Linked DNA regions of Mus musculus: all the other regions are linked to region 3. The links are chromatin contacts, called in public Hi-C and HiChIP or PLAC-seq maps. All regions are on one chromosome and are shown on one strand. The core of a region is the stretch at or near the end of the contact, and the rest is flanking DNA. Distances in the headings are between cores, read along the strand shown.

The links. A called contact is a pair of places that touch in the nucleus more often than the background predicts. HiChIP or PLAC-seq counts read pairs in DNA pulled down with a chosen protein or histone mark.
Region 1: a FOXA1 HiChIP or PLAC-seq map of pancreatic cancer cells shows a contact between it and region 3. The contact joins two enhancer-like sites. A contact is called at or near these places in 1 of 39 promoter capture datasets (pre-B cells) and 2 of 115 datasets of contacts at active chromatin or transcription factors (embryonic stem cells and pancreatic cancer cells).
Region 2: a contact with region 3 is called in a Hi-C map of muscle stem cells, with 4 times the contacts expected there. The contact joins two enhancer-like sites. A contact is called at or near these places in 2 of 484 Hi-C or Micro-C datasets (muscle stem cells and myocytes).

Annotation. Positions count from the first base shown.
Region 1 is chr17:10,461,062-10,465,958 of GRCm38.p6, forward strand. All of the region lies in intron 4 of Pacrg (PARK2 co-regulated), which reads right to left. All of the region lies in intron 1 of A230009B12Rik (RIKEN cDNA A230009B12 gene), which reads left to right. Among named protein-coding and RNA genes, the nearest start is that of A230009B12Rik, 7.3 kb to the left of the region's middle. Within about 2 kb of position 2,745, at least 14 of the 459 cell types and tissues checked have an H3K27ac peak or open chromatin away from gene starts, as enhancers often do. A contact at or near this core is called in pancreatic cancer cells, where this site is marked.
Region 2 is chr17:10,387,190-10,392,002 of GRCm38.p6, forward strand. No RefSeq gene overlaps it. Among named protein-coding and RNA genes, the nearest start is that of Gm39565, 18 kb to the left of the region's middle. Within about 2 kb of position 3,447, at least 107 of the 459 cell types and tissues checked have an H3K27ac peak or open chromatin away from gene starts, as enhancers often do. A contact at or near this core is called in muscle stem cells and myocytes, where this site is marked.
Region 3 is chr17:10,039,028-10,043,552 of GRCm38.p6, forward strand. No RefSeq gene overlaps it. Among named protein-coding and RNA genes, the nearest start is that of Gm34972, 100 kb to the right of the region's middle. Within about 2 kb of position 1,989, at least 43 of the 459 cell types and tissues checked have an H3K27ac peak or open chromatin away from gene starts, as enhancers often do. A contact at or near this core is called in muscle stem cells, myocytes and pancreatic cancer cells, where this site is marked.

The sequences.
Region 1 (4,897 bases), core at 1,495-3,994, 420 kb after region 3:
CTTTTCATATGATCTCCTAGAAAATAGGAACGTAGCTTTCTAGAGAGTAATGGGGTGGCAGAGGACATCCCATTTCCTATTTTTAAACAGGAAGATTGTGCTTTGGATCATGTTACTGTTGGTCTTCAATTTTCATCAAAACTTGAATGTTTTTGTTTTGCGCAAGAAAAACAAAAAATAAGCAACAGCTAATTTATCTTCCCTCTTCATATTTACTCAACTGCATTGGTAAAAATGTTTGTGTAGAAAACACTGTCAAAAATTATGAAATAATTTATCTACTGCAAAAATACAGTGAATGCAAACTGTGATATACATAATCTCAGTGTAATTTTATGAAACAATGATATAGACAGAAATAATCTCAGACTAGAGAGCTAGAGGCTAAGCTCTCACCCCCTCTCAAAACAAACAATTCTATGAATTTTGGGTTGATGAAAGTTACTATGCTGACTAATTAAGGGGAAATCTACACTTATATCTAAGAAAATCTCTTGGATGCAATTCCTCCATCCTCCAAGGCCCTCTCTTAGAGGAAAGGCAAATGCATATTGGGGCTTTTCATCCTTTCTGCCTCCTCCTAATCCTTTCTCAGTCTCTAGAATAGATGTCCTGAATTGGCCATGGCCCTTCACTCATCTGAAGTGGGCAGAGACTCAGAATCCTGCATCACGCATCTGCCTGGCCAACCAGTCGGAGTGTGCAAAGGCAGCGGCAGTCACACAACTCCTTCTTTAATGCATTAGCAGGTTACTGACATAATGTTCCAGAAACCCTGGGCTCTAGTATACAACAGTGATAAAGTTTAGTCTCCTACGACAAACATGAGTTTCCAAAAGGGAAAGATGCGAGGCAGGCATAAACATGGAAAGACGATTTTTTTTAAAGCCCAGGTAGACTCAAACACAAATAGATGGTGGCCAGCTCAAAATGGCAAGGTGAGGTGGAGGCGAGGAAACACTGGAGGCTAGTAAACTAACTCTGGTGTGAAATACATTTGGGTTTGAGGGGAGGTAGGTATTCTTTAGCTGGTGGGAAAGGAGCGGCGGTTCTCTGGCATTGTTAAGCCTAGCATCCTCATGGTGCTCCATGTGGCAGGGCCCACTAGAGCACTAGCATTTCCTGCAACCATGGCGGCCCATGTGTGGATCCATCAACACGTGCAGATAGGTGACGATGAAAAAGTGCTCGAAGTTCAGCCATATAACAAGTGACCTTTGGAAATATCAGAAAGTCTGCAGGTTTCCCCAAAGCCCTTGTCTTATATGTGACATTCGACAATAATAAAACACCAAACTCAAGTATAAATCAGCATGCCAGGGGCAGAATTTAAATAGTTTAGGGCTCTTTGGAGGCTAGCAGAGAAGTTTTGAAAAATTAAAAATAAATCTCTATAATATAGATGTAAAACCTTTCAAAGGTGATGTCTTCCAGAAAAGCAGACAAGAGGCTCTGGCCAGCTGTGGAAGTTGAGGCATAGCAGTAGAGATTTTCTTCGCTGGGGGTTAGCTACCAAGACAGGCCAGCACTGTGAACAGGACAAGCTCTTCTCAAAGGAAGACCTGAGGAGGTGGGAGCAGGTACTTCATATCCTAGAATCAAAAGGGAGTCACCGTCTTGAGCTATAAGTCCCTTAGTCATAAGGAGCTCCTGCTAACCATCTATTTCAGGGCCATGGCTCTCCTCATGGGAGGCAGCTATGACAACGGGGAAGTCAAGAGGTTATTTTAAGGGTGGCCATGTCTTTTAAAGATGATACTCCATTTCATTAAAGGGGTTGGAGTTTATCCTGATCATTTTCAGGAGAAAACCTATTATGGACTGTGAGTGTTCTAGGCAAGCAGAATATTAGAGAACTATCTCTCATCCTTCCACCATGATGGAGAGTTCTGCCTGCCCTCCTTGCTGCTGTGAACAGCTTCCACCTTCTGGCAAACTCTAGTCACACCTTAACCAACAGACAATTCTTACTCCCTTTGGGGTTTCCCATTTGAGGAGTAGGCCTTTTTACATCTAAATGTAGCCATGGTGCTTCCATCTTAAAACCCCGACTAAACCCAACTCTACCAAGACACTTCCAGACTCCCTTCACAGCCAAGTCTCTCCCAAGAGTAGCCTGACTTCTGCTCTCATGTGTTTGTTTTCCCTGCACCAAGTTCCTGTTTCACCTCATTATCAAAGCTGCTAAGGATGATGGTCAGCCCACGGGGCATCTGTGGCCTCCATCTTCCTGCTCTTCTGAAAACTAGTGGCGATACTGTCTTTGTTTGCCACCCATAAGAATAAGCTTCTCTTATTAGTCTGGTCTCCTAAATCCCTGGCTGTCTCTTCAGTCTCCTTTGGGAGCTTTCTGATCTTTGAAATGAGCTGACACTCCCACCCTCCCTGGGGTGCTCCAGTCCTAAGTGAGCTTGACTGTCCCTGTTGCTGAGGCCACCTGCTCAGGTGAGGTGTTCTTTGTGCCTGTGAGTGGAGAGGGAGCCTGTGTGTCAGGAGACATGGGAGAGGTATGTGTCTTGATGACCTTGTTCCAGTCACTGAGGAGCCTCTTCTGTTCTTTAAGTTCCAATAGAAACCTGGGGCAGGTGTCTCTTCCTGTTATAACACCATGACTCCAACTTTCTGCTCTTATGTGTTGTGTTCTCTTAGGGATAAAATATTCCTGGAATGAATGGAACTGTGTTGTTGTCTTGAGTCACCAGTCTCTGGTCCCTCCCTCTTCAGCTTGGAGCCTTGAGGTGTGTGGAATGCCACCTGTATTTGCAGAGGTCGGCACTGAGGAGCTGGCACAGGTACAGGGCAAGAAAGTGGCCCATTTCATCGAGCATAAAAAGACGGTAATTCCATTTGGTCTAATTGGTTGCCTGGCCACTTCTACATGTACTGTAGATGAGTCACCCCAAGTCTAGCAAACAGGGAAAAGTTTGCTTTCAAACCCTGACTATGTGCCTAGCATTCTCTGGTGGGGTTGTATGTGATTAATCTAACAGGCCACAGTTTAGAAAGCTCATGGACTTATAACATTCTAGCCTGTAGATTCTGTTTATAGGCCATGTCTGGACAACTGCTAGTGGCTGCCTGGAGTTACATAGACAAGAGTTTTCTAGATATCCCAATTCTGAGCAAGAACTGTGGTTACTGGAACAGTATCTTTGGGAATTTACATGGCAGGGGGAAGTAGGGGGGGTCACCTGGTTCTTCTCTGTCCTATATGCCTGGAGCAGGAATCATGGTAGGAGAGAGAGGGCTTGATGCAGTTATTAATGTGCAGGGACCAATGATCTCATCCGAGTGCAAGCTGAAGTGGGTATGGCTGTGGAGAGAGAGTGACTATCTGCCATCTGTCTTCTCTCGACACCCCAATTTCTGGATAGCTATGGGACAGAGGAGAAGTAGGCATGCCCAGGTTCGGGAATGAAAGAGGGTAGAGAGGAGGAGATGCCAGGGAAAAGAAGGGTTACTGAATTGCCCAGATGGGCCTTGGTGCATCAAATTAGTTTGCCTCTTCCAGGAGTGCTAAGTGAAATCTTCCTTCCTTCCTTCCTCCCTCCCTCCCTCCCTCCCTCCCTTCCTCCCTCCCTTCCTTCCTTCCTCCCTTCTCCCCCCCCCCCCATGATGTTCTGGTCAAGTAGGACTGGTCCCATGGCTCTGAAGAGCATCGGAGCAGCCAGTGGCCTACATGGGCTCACCCACACCAGGGCAGGCTATAACATCACTGTTGAGAAGGGCAGTCGTCTCAGCCTGCAGTGCAGGCTTCCTTTCAGGGCTCCTTAGAGGGCCCTTCACTTTACCAAGGAGTCTGATGAGGATTGGCAGGAAGCTCTTCAAATGGCAAGGACTCCTCTTTGTCCTGAAAGCACTTAGAGGTATCTATAGTGTTGAGGGGGTTATGGGGGAAGGCGGGTGGAGGAGGGAAAGGAAATGGCAGGGAGTACTGTGGAGTGTGGGAGGGACCTAGTCCTTGCTGCTCCTTTGAAGCAACTATGTCCTGCTTCAGGGCACATCTAGGGCATCCACAGCCTGTGTTCCTTGGCAGGGCCTTCACATCTGCGGCTATACATCATAGGGCAAGTGGTCTCTCCCGGGCTACCTCCCCACCATGCTCACCACTGCTTTCCAAACACCTGCACTGAGGACTGCTTTTCCTGGGAGACCCGCCCACCACCTTGTTCTCCAGTCAGCTGTGCTGGCTGCAGCCCTCAGACCCCCTGCAAATCATTCTGACCAGGCTTTTTAAAGCCTTCTGGTCTCTTCTTCCCTTGTAGCAGTCTGGTGCACCCATGGCTGCCATCCTGCCTGTCTTCCTTGCTATACCTGCTCAGGTTTGTGGAGGTGAAAGCTGTTCTCACTTCTGCAGCCAAAGGCAGACACGGGAGGAGGCAAGGGGTCCACAAGCACTATGGCTAGTGGTGGCAAGGCTGGTACTCTAAGCATATCCCTCCGTCAGGAAAGGACACAGCCATGGAGAGATAGGATTGGTTGTTAAACAGTTTGGCCCAAAGGCTCCGTGTGGTAATTGTAAAGATTCAAACCTTTAGAGTTCCTTTGAAATGTGACATGTGACATAAATTGTGCATATGTAGACACAAATACTTGGCGGAGAGATGTTTGCTCAGGACATTCTGTCCCTGGGAAGGAAGCAGGAATTTGAAGAGCCCTTCCCGATGATACTACAGAGGACGCCAGTGACAGCAATGCCTCATCTGCTGCTTTTATTACTTATTCCCATACCCAGAGGCAAAGCACGGTGGAGTTTCACTACTGGGTCAGAACTGAATTAGGTTTGAAATTACAGAATGGAACCTTGAACGTGAAGATGACCTCTGCTGGCACCTGAAGAAGACTTGGAGAGTTTTACTGATAAAGATGCTGAGATCTAGGCACAGAGCCTGCTGAC
Region 2 (4,813 bases), core at 2,197-4,696, 350 kb after region 3:
TCTTTCCCTGATGGCCAACTAGGCCATCTTCTGATACATATGCAGCTAGAGACACGAGCTCCGGGGGGTACTGGTTAGTTCATATTGTTGTTCCACCTATAGGGTTGCAGACCCCTTTAGCTCCTTGGATACTTTCTCTAGCTCCTCCATTGGGGGCCCTGTGCTCCATCCTATAGATGACTGTGAGCATCCACTTCTGTATTTGCCAGGCATTGGTATAGCCTCACAAGAGACAGCTATATTAGGGTCCTTTCAGCAAAATCTTGCTGGCATATGCAATAGTGTATGCGTTTGGTGGCTGATTATGGGATGGACCCCCGGGTGGGGCAGTCTCTGGATAGTCCATCCTTTTGTCTTAGCTCCAAACTTTGTCTCTGTAACTCCTTCCATGGGTATTTTATTTCCTATTCTAGAAAGGATGAAGTATCCACGCGTTGGTCTTCCTTCTTGATTTTCTTGTGTTTTGCAAATTGTATCTTGGGTATTCTAAGTTTCTGGGCTAATATCCACTTACCAGTGAGTGCATATCATGTGAGTTCTTTTGTGATTGGGTTACCTCACTCAGGATGATATCCTCCAGATATATCCATTTGCCTAAGAATTTCATAAATCCATTGTTTTTAACAGCTGAGTAGTATTCCATTGTGTAAATGTACCACATTTTCTGTATCCATTCCTCTGTTGAGGGGCATCTGGGTTCTTTCCAGCTTCTGGCTATTATAAATAAGGCTGCTGTGAACATAGTGGAGCATGTGTTCTTATTACCAGTTGGAACACCTTCTGGGTATATGCCCAGGAGTGGTATTGCTGGGTCCTCAGGTAGTACTATGTCCAATTTTCTGAGGAACCGCCAGACTGATTTCCAGAGTGGTTGTACAAGCTTGCAATCCCACCAGCAATGGAGGAGTATTCCTCTTTCTCCACATCCTTGCCAGCATCTGCTGTCACCTGAATTTTTGATCTTAGCCATTCTAACTGGTGTGAGGTGGAATCTCAGGGTTGTTTTGATTTGCATTTCCCTGATGATTAAGGATGCTGAACAGTTTTTCAAGTGATTCTCAGCCCTTCGGTATTCCTTAGTTGAGAATTCTTTGTTTAGCTCTGTACCCCATTTTTTAATGGCGTTCTTTGAATTTCTGGAGTTCAGCTTCTTGAGCCCTTAGGAGATCTTCAGGACGTCCTAGAGAAAGACGTTAGGGTTAGGGAAGTGGTTCTCGACCTATGGGCTGTGACCCCACTAGGGTCACACATCAGGAATCCTGCTATGAGATATTTACATCATCATTCATAACAGTAGCTAAATTACAATTATGAAGTAGCAATGAAGTAATTTTATGGTTGAGGGGTCACCACAATATGAGGAACTGTATTAAAGGGTCACAGGTTGAGAGCCACTGATGTAGGGGATCTGAAAATCCCTTGAAATTGTACAATGTGTGTGCCTTGTTGCCTACCAGCAGGGGTATCATTCTATGGTGTCTTTCATCCTGATGACAGCTGCCCTCCAGGGAGTACATTAACATGGAGGGCTTTTTGCTTTGTAGTGCTTATCGCCAGGCAGAAAAGCCAAAGGGAAGCTTATCAGGACCCTGTGGGAATGAGTATTCTCATTAAAGAAGGTGACCTGTGGGAGAGAGGGCTTGACTTCTCTTCTTTGTCAGACACCACCCTTACACTGATGCCCAGTGTGGTCAAAGCCCTTGCAGAGCACACAGAGGGTAGACCAAGAAGCAGGAAGGCACCCAGACCTTTCTCTTCATGGATCACCAGGGTTACCGGCCAGTGACCATTCACTTTAACCTATGGGATACAGATGTCTGATTCCTTAAGCACTGCAGTGTTCTTGAGGCGGGCACCAGAGAGTTATCTCTACACGACTCTCACTCCAAAGATTACAGATGTCTGTGGGTGTTGTTAGATGTTGGTCGATTGATGGATGGACACACAAAGAATCCATGCACAAGACCTCTAGGTCAAGGGTCCAGGCTGAGAAGGCCTGCCAGGCCTCTGGTGGGCGTTGCCGAATTGGGTTATGTGTTGTGCTCACTGCTCAGCCTCTGCCAGGAATAGGAAGGAGGCATGGATGCCCGAGTACATGGGCCTTGGGATGTTATATTAGGTGTCTGGACTCATTGTTGAAGGACAGAGAGATCCTGCCCTCCTTAGCACGAATATGAGGGTGAGTGGGCTTTGTTGACAGACATGCCAACACTGGGTGACTTGTAGTTTTGAGACAGGGTCTGAAACTACGTCCATGCTTAGGTTAGAAATCACGTGGTGATCAATGAGGCATCTGTGGCTAGTGAGGCACAGACATACTTACTTCAGTTACTTATTCTTCCTACATCTGCCTTCCAATCAGGAAGCTCATCGCACACGCGCAGACACACACACACGCACACGCACACGCACGCACGCGCACGCGCACACACACGCGCACGCGCACACACAGAAGCAGAAGCTGTTCCCTTGGCCACACACCCCTTGTTAAAGGCTTAGCTCCTTTTGATACAGGCTGTTCAAATACCACCCTCTGAGGCAGGGAGACCCCCGAGATCTTGGGAAAGGCCTTCCCATCCACGTGTGGACGAGCTCTTCCTCAGACAGCACAGACAAATGTCTATCATGTGCAATACGAAGGAGTGTGGCGTGCATGCGGTGTGGTGCAGGCTCAGCTCCAGCTCTGGAGTTTTTAGAATTGGCTGTGTACACCGTGTGTTGGGGGCAGTGGGTGTGGCTAGTCTTCTCCCCTTTGATTGGATGGTCTTGATGAAGGTCACATCCAGGCTCCAGGATGCTCAGCTTGTCTGGAAGGCTGCAGTCCAAGCACAAGGTATAGGAAAAGGTCCACTGGTAAAATACTCGGGGACTGTAAAACTGGAGGCCCAGCCTGCTAGGAGTCAGGCTGCTCCGTGTGAAAAGAGAACTCTAGATTAGGTTAACTGGCTTGAGAGAGAGCCTATGGCCTACCTGTTTCCAGTGACCATAAGCCTCATTTTCCCTGAGCTGGTGCCAGTTCGTAATCTGTGGCCTCTATTTTGTGGTCTGAGGGTCAGCTGTGCCTTTGTCTCTGGACCCTCTGGAGCCTGCAGGCTCTCCTGGGGCAGCTGTGTGCCCAGATCCAGTGGCTGGGGCCAGGGTGGAAGTCGGCTGACTGGCCAGCTTGAAGCGAAGCAGGAGGCACTTTTGACTCACTGGATGTGGTTGAAGGACATGACCTTCCTGTGGGTCTTTCTTTTGGGAAAGGAAGTCTTTGGAAGTTTGTAGCAACTGAATAAATCCTGTCCCTTTGATAAGCGGGGCTCCCCGTTTGGAGGGCCGTGGAGAAAGCGCCATACTTCCTCCCATTGTTTCGGCTGATTAAGTTCCAGAGTGTGTCACTTGATAACTCATTCCTGGGGAGCTGTGGTAGAGTGAAGGCCCAGGCAGGAACTGGAGCACTTCAGCCTGCAGGCCCACACGCCTGAGTCCAGCGCAGGCCTGGTTATTCTTGGAAGTTATTTTGATCCGCTGGCCTTGCTCGGGTTCAGGTTTCCGAGAGCCCAGCCCCAGGGTTGGAGAAGCTGAGAATGAAGCAGTCCATTGTAATAATAGACTTCTGCTTGCTGAGGAGGAGGTGCTCCGAGGGTTTTGGAGGCCCCTGCGTGCTCCATGACGTCCCCCTACCATGTGACCTGTGGCACCCTGCAGCATGTGCCTCATCCCTGTATCAGCCACTTGGGATGTGGTCAGGCTGGAGCCAAGCTGCCATGATTGTGGGACGGCCTCCATCAGCCAGAAAATCTGGCAGCTCCAGAGAGCAGAAGTGACTCAGGGAGACTGACAGCAGAGAGGGAGGAAAGGCTCCCCAGAGCTCTGGCACAGTGAAGGATGCTCTCCTTACTGAACAGCTGAGAGCGAGCGAAGAGGCTCCAATCCGGGAAGCTGCAGTTCCTGGGTGGGGACAGCTGTTCTGTACTTCCAGATACCCACCCAAGCAAGCCTCACTTTTTTTAAAGCAATTCTTTTCTTTCTTTTTTCCCTTCCCTTCTCCCTCTTGCTTCTTCCCCCTCCCCCGCCCCGGCTCGCTCCGGGTTTGCTCTCTCTGGTCCCCAAGCCTAACTTTTAACTTTAAAGTCTGAATAATTTTTGGTGTTGCTGTCGTCATTTTTACTAGGTGGTATAAGTGACCCTAGCCTGGTGGCCCAAATGGCAGAAATATACTGCCTTGCCATCGGTGTTTTGGAAGTTGGTGGTCTGAGGCCATGGTTGTCAGGGTGACTTGTTCCTAGTCTGAATGGGGGAATCTGCCACTGTGGACCAGCGACCAGTTCCTGGTGGCGACTGACATCCTGCTGTTCCTCAGCATGTAGAAACACAACGCGCCATCTCTGCCTTCACCTCACTAAGTTTTCCTTCTTTTAAAGGGACACAGTCACAGGGATGGTCATTGTTCTCTAGTAGGACCCACCCCAACTTAGCTGACTACAGACATTCTCTGTTCTGAGCAGGTCTGTCTCAACAAGCCCACAGTCCAAGGTACAAGTCTGGTGGGGACCAATACTTTTACATGTGGATCCCGAGGGGTAGGGGTGGGAGTTGAACCTGTGACAGATGGAGACTATCTGGATTGCAGTAATTTGGAAAATTGTGACAAGCAAAAATCAAAGGAGTAAACCTTGTTCCTGCCACTCAGGCTACTGCAGTGAGTGCCATAGTGCACACACTTCTGGAAATGTGTCTTCAGATGGCACAGGATAGATATAATTCTGTTACCTGCTTCGCCTGATCTCTGCTTTTCAATTTTACAGATGTTTTCTTATCAATTCTTTTT
Region 3 (4,525 bases), core at 739-3,238:
CAGTGCTTACAGAGTAAGAAGGCAGAGGGAGACAAGTGCTGCTCAACTCACTGTTCTTTTCCATCCAGTCCAAGTCCCCAGTGTTAGCATTCTATTCAAACTCCACCCCACAGTTACCTGGTAACAACAGGCAGGCCTGACCCACTCTAAAAGAAGTTGCTTGACCCCTTCTCCCCCTCTTGCTCTCTTGATCACTTGCTTCTCTCCTGCTCTTGCTCTTCCCTTCCCCATTCCCTTCCCTTCCCCCTCTCTCCATGTGCTCGTGGCCATGGCTGGCCTCTACTTCTCTTCTCTCTCTACTTTTCTTTCTTCTCTCTCTCTCTCTCTCCTCCCCCCTCCCTCTCTCTCTCTGCCTTTCTCTGCCTCTACTACCCTCCTAACTCCCCCTCCTTCACCATGCTCTAAATAAACTCTATTCTATACTATACTGTCTTGTGGCTGGTCCTGGGGGGTGGGGGGATGCCTCTACATAGGTCCCCTGAGACATCCCCTTCCCTCATACCTCACCACACCTCCATAGAACATATCCCCCTACCTCTTTATCTTTTTATAAACACATCACCCAGCACGTGGAATATTTCCCACCACAGGTAATATGACAACCAATACCAACCACCCTAGGAGTGTGTGCTCTCTTGACAGAGATTAGAGAACTCTGGTCTCTTGCTTTTCTCCAGTTCAAGCCCTAGCCATGAGGTAAACAGCTTTGCTCTGTCATGGGCTCCCACCAGGATGAGCCACTGCAGTAGTAAAGCCACAAGAACCCACTGGTCATGACTAGAACATCCTAAGGGAAAGCCCAAAAGAAGAAGAAAAACCTTTTCTCTTTGTAAGTTGATTATCACTGGTCCTTGTTACAGTAACAGACAACTGACAAACACGAAGTATTGGTTCCCACAGATTTCTGAGCTGAGGGATATCTTAAAGGATGTTAAAGGACTGAACTCCGGGGCTTTCTAAACAGTGAGTGTTGGAGACACATCAAAAGTTCGGTCTGTGCTTATGCCAACTCTTAAGAACTAAGATGTCAGAGGAAGAGCTCAGGGTTTCTCATGAAAACAGCAAGGAAAGATGTAACAGAGGAAGATCTACCAGGTGTCAAGTACAAACGGGCAGAGCTTGGAGCCCACTGTTGAGCCCTGAAAAAAGCTAGATTAAATCTTAAGTCACAAAAGGTGATTACTGTTTTAAAAATCTTTACTCTTTATCAAACTTACTTTTTAAAATCATTCCAAAAACCTTAAAATTAATAAATTTTAAAATCTCATAGTTAGATTAACTTGGCTGTCATCCTATAAAAGGAAAAAGATTACATAGCAAAACCAAAGATTGTTTTCCCCACAGAATTAAATAACTACAAAAATTCCCTTGAAGGCCCTTTGTCCTAAGCAGTTCAGTTGGAATCTCTGGGGGCAGGAGGAGCCAGCTGTCTAGCCAGTCTTGGGGTTACGGTCCCTGCCTCAGAGAAGAAACTGGTCCCTTTCGTTCTCACCAGTGTTCATGAGTAGAACATTGGATGTTCCAAATCTGCCTTCATCCCAGCTGCCTCACCACATTACCAGAGTGTGCTGGGCTCTAAGACTGCAGCTATCCCCATGACGGTGAGATGATCAGATAAGGAGGCAGAATAACACCGTTAGCCACACTGCAGCCTGCATTCTGGTCCTGCTGACAGAGCAATCAAGGAAGCATGGCCCTTGGTCCTGGCCCTGACCATCCCACCTGGGAACTGCTTTTCATAATAATTTGAGCCGCTGGCCTTCAAGATTTTTTGTTCTTAAGGAGAAAACTATGAAGTGTGAAGATCGTTCCCGAATAGCCCAGAGCACTGAGAACAAATGCTTTCTGGGCATGAAATCTCCTGAGGATCCTTCCTTTCTAGATGCCAAATAGGTTCTTATAAAGGTAATGGTCAGACTCTCTGCGGACATACTGAGGTCACAGCCCTTTGTAAACATGACTTCCTCAAATGACGCTTGGAGAGCAACTTCCAGCCTGCTTCCTCATCTTTAAGTTGAGCTCAAAGGGTAGTGCAGATTCTATTTATAGCATTTTCTAGTTTCCTCTCAAGTCATACTAATGATGGCCAAGCTTTTAAAATAAAGGCATATCTCAAGTTCAACTTCCTGAGATGACTTCACAAGCCAGTAATTTAGCATCCACTCATCGTTAAGTCATAACCAGACAGCTGTTTGTGAGACTCACTTTCTACAGCTTCCTAAGGCGGCACACAGGGCCCTCATTTCCAACCCCCCAGGATGTGACTCTCTGTTGACACTGAAGTTCCTGCACTTCTGAAGAGCCTTCTGTGTCAGGAAAAGTGCACTTCCTTAGACTCAACAACGCTCAGGCATTAGTGAGATGGCACAGTCCATATTGACTTTGCAGTTGCTATAGGCTAAATTTTGTGCACTGGGATCCCCAACCCCCAGTAGCTCAGAATCAAACTATTTGGAGAAAGAAGCTTAAAGAGATGGTCAAGTTAAAATTGAGGTCTTAGGTTCAGACCCCAACTGAATCTGACTTGAGTTATTCCTTGAAGTCTAGAGTATAGAGAGCTAAAGACCCCAGACACTTGCGCATAAAGCCATGTGAAATGGCAACGAGCCGGTAGCCTCCTGAAAGCCAGGCGTCCTAAAGGGAAAGAAAGGTCTCTTCCAGCCAGAACCTTGAGCTTAGGATTTCAGTTTTTAGAATTGTGGGGAATCTTATTTTCATCTGGAGCAATTCACTCTGGCAGCCCTAAGAAACACACATACAACTCATCTCAGATGCATGAGAAAAAAATGGAGACTCTCAACCCATCAACCAGATTCTTAGATTCCATAAGCCACATTCAAGGGTAGGGTCAGACCACCTCAAGTCGTGATTTAATTTTCCACGTGGGCTAGTGATAACCAAGACCTGAAAATCTCAGGAACATGTCATTTTTTCTCCCTCTCTCTTTTCTGTTTCCCTTTCTTCTTCTGTGCTTTTATATGCAAAATTAATGTCAACAATAACAGATCAAAGTTGCTACAAAGATAGTACAAACTATTATATAATAAGAACTAATCTAAGTGCTTCATAATTGGCAAAGGAGGGTACAATGTTGTGGGCTCAGCTCTAAGTATCTTTTCTCAGCCTCTCCTGTTTCCCACCTCTTGCCAGTCCCAGCCTTCACCCCACAGGTGCCAGCTGTCTCGGCAATGCACAGTGAAGCCCACGCCCCACTCCTGAGACCTGACCCCTCTGGCTCTCATTGAGTGCACATAGATCCCAGCGACTCTCTGACTGCTCAGCCGCTTCCTAGTACAGTGAAATGTTCCACCACAGAACTCAACATAACTCTGAGAATCTGTGGATGCTTTGCAACAGGAGACTCCCTGGACTCTCTTAGCTATCAACTGCTCCCAGCTTCCAGATAGTTCCATCTGGTCTAGTGGCAAGCAACCATGACTCAGCATTCTTGGTCCCTGTGGATGACAAAGCAACTATCCGGTGCTATCTTGCCATATGCTGGGGATTTATAAAGTGTATGGAAGGAACCAAGCTGCCTAAGGATCTTCAGACCTGAATCCAGATGTTCTCCAGAAGTTGCCCCACTCCAAAGAGATGATGAGGCAGGATATATAAGGGCTTGAGTGAATCCAAACTCATTTCTTACCATCTAATAAGAATAACTCCTTAAATAAATGAGTATATGTGAAAATTGAGGTTAAAAATGACATTTGGTTTGCAAGGGTGCGAGAAAAACTTTTGGACTTCCAGTTACATGAATTTACATGTCAGCATACCAATTGGGTCTTAAAACAACATGCTACCATCAAGAATTGATCCATCATGTGAAACTCATCAAACTGTGGTGCACACCGTGGAGGACCCAGCATCTCTGCTTTCCTCTTTCTAGAAACACAAGATTCCCTCTCCTCGTTCCATTTGTAGTTGGGCAGAGCCACACCGAGCCCTTAAGAACTTGTTTGTGATGACCGTTTTCTTCCTGACCACAGCCAACCTTGATGTTTATAGCGCTGATCCAAATTCAAGCTGTACCCTCTTCTAAGCAACTCAGTACTGTGTAAAGTGGTAGTTTTTCAGGCTGTGCATTACCCTGACAGACTTCATTTCACCAGCAGAATTTGACTACATTGGAGGCAAACGACAAAGCAGGACAACTGTGCCCCTTGGTGTGTACATAAACACTCACCATCTGCCAGATACCACCTCGTAATTTATGCCTAAGACTAGAAAGGGTAACAAGTCTATATATTTATCAAAGTAAATTGGGGAGATGTGGCATATTAAACTCATATCAGAAAATCAGGACCTGGAACTTGCCAGACACATCAGACAGGAAGAATGAGGGCCATGTGTTCATCTGGACCTCATAAAGAAGAAAAGAAGATACTATTAAGACAATGGGCATAGGCACTCATCATCTGACCACAGAGAGTATGCATCCAAGGACCAGCAAACTGAGAACATGTCACTATATCAGGGGTTTCAGCTCACTTCAGTCCTTACTGTCCATCTCACCTACTTGAAT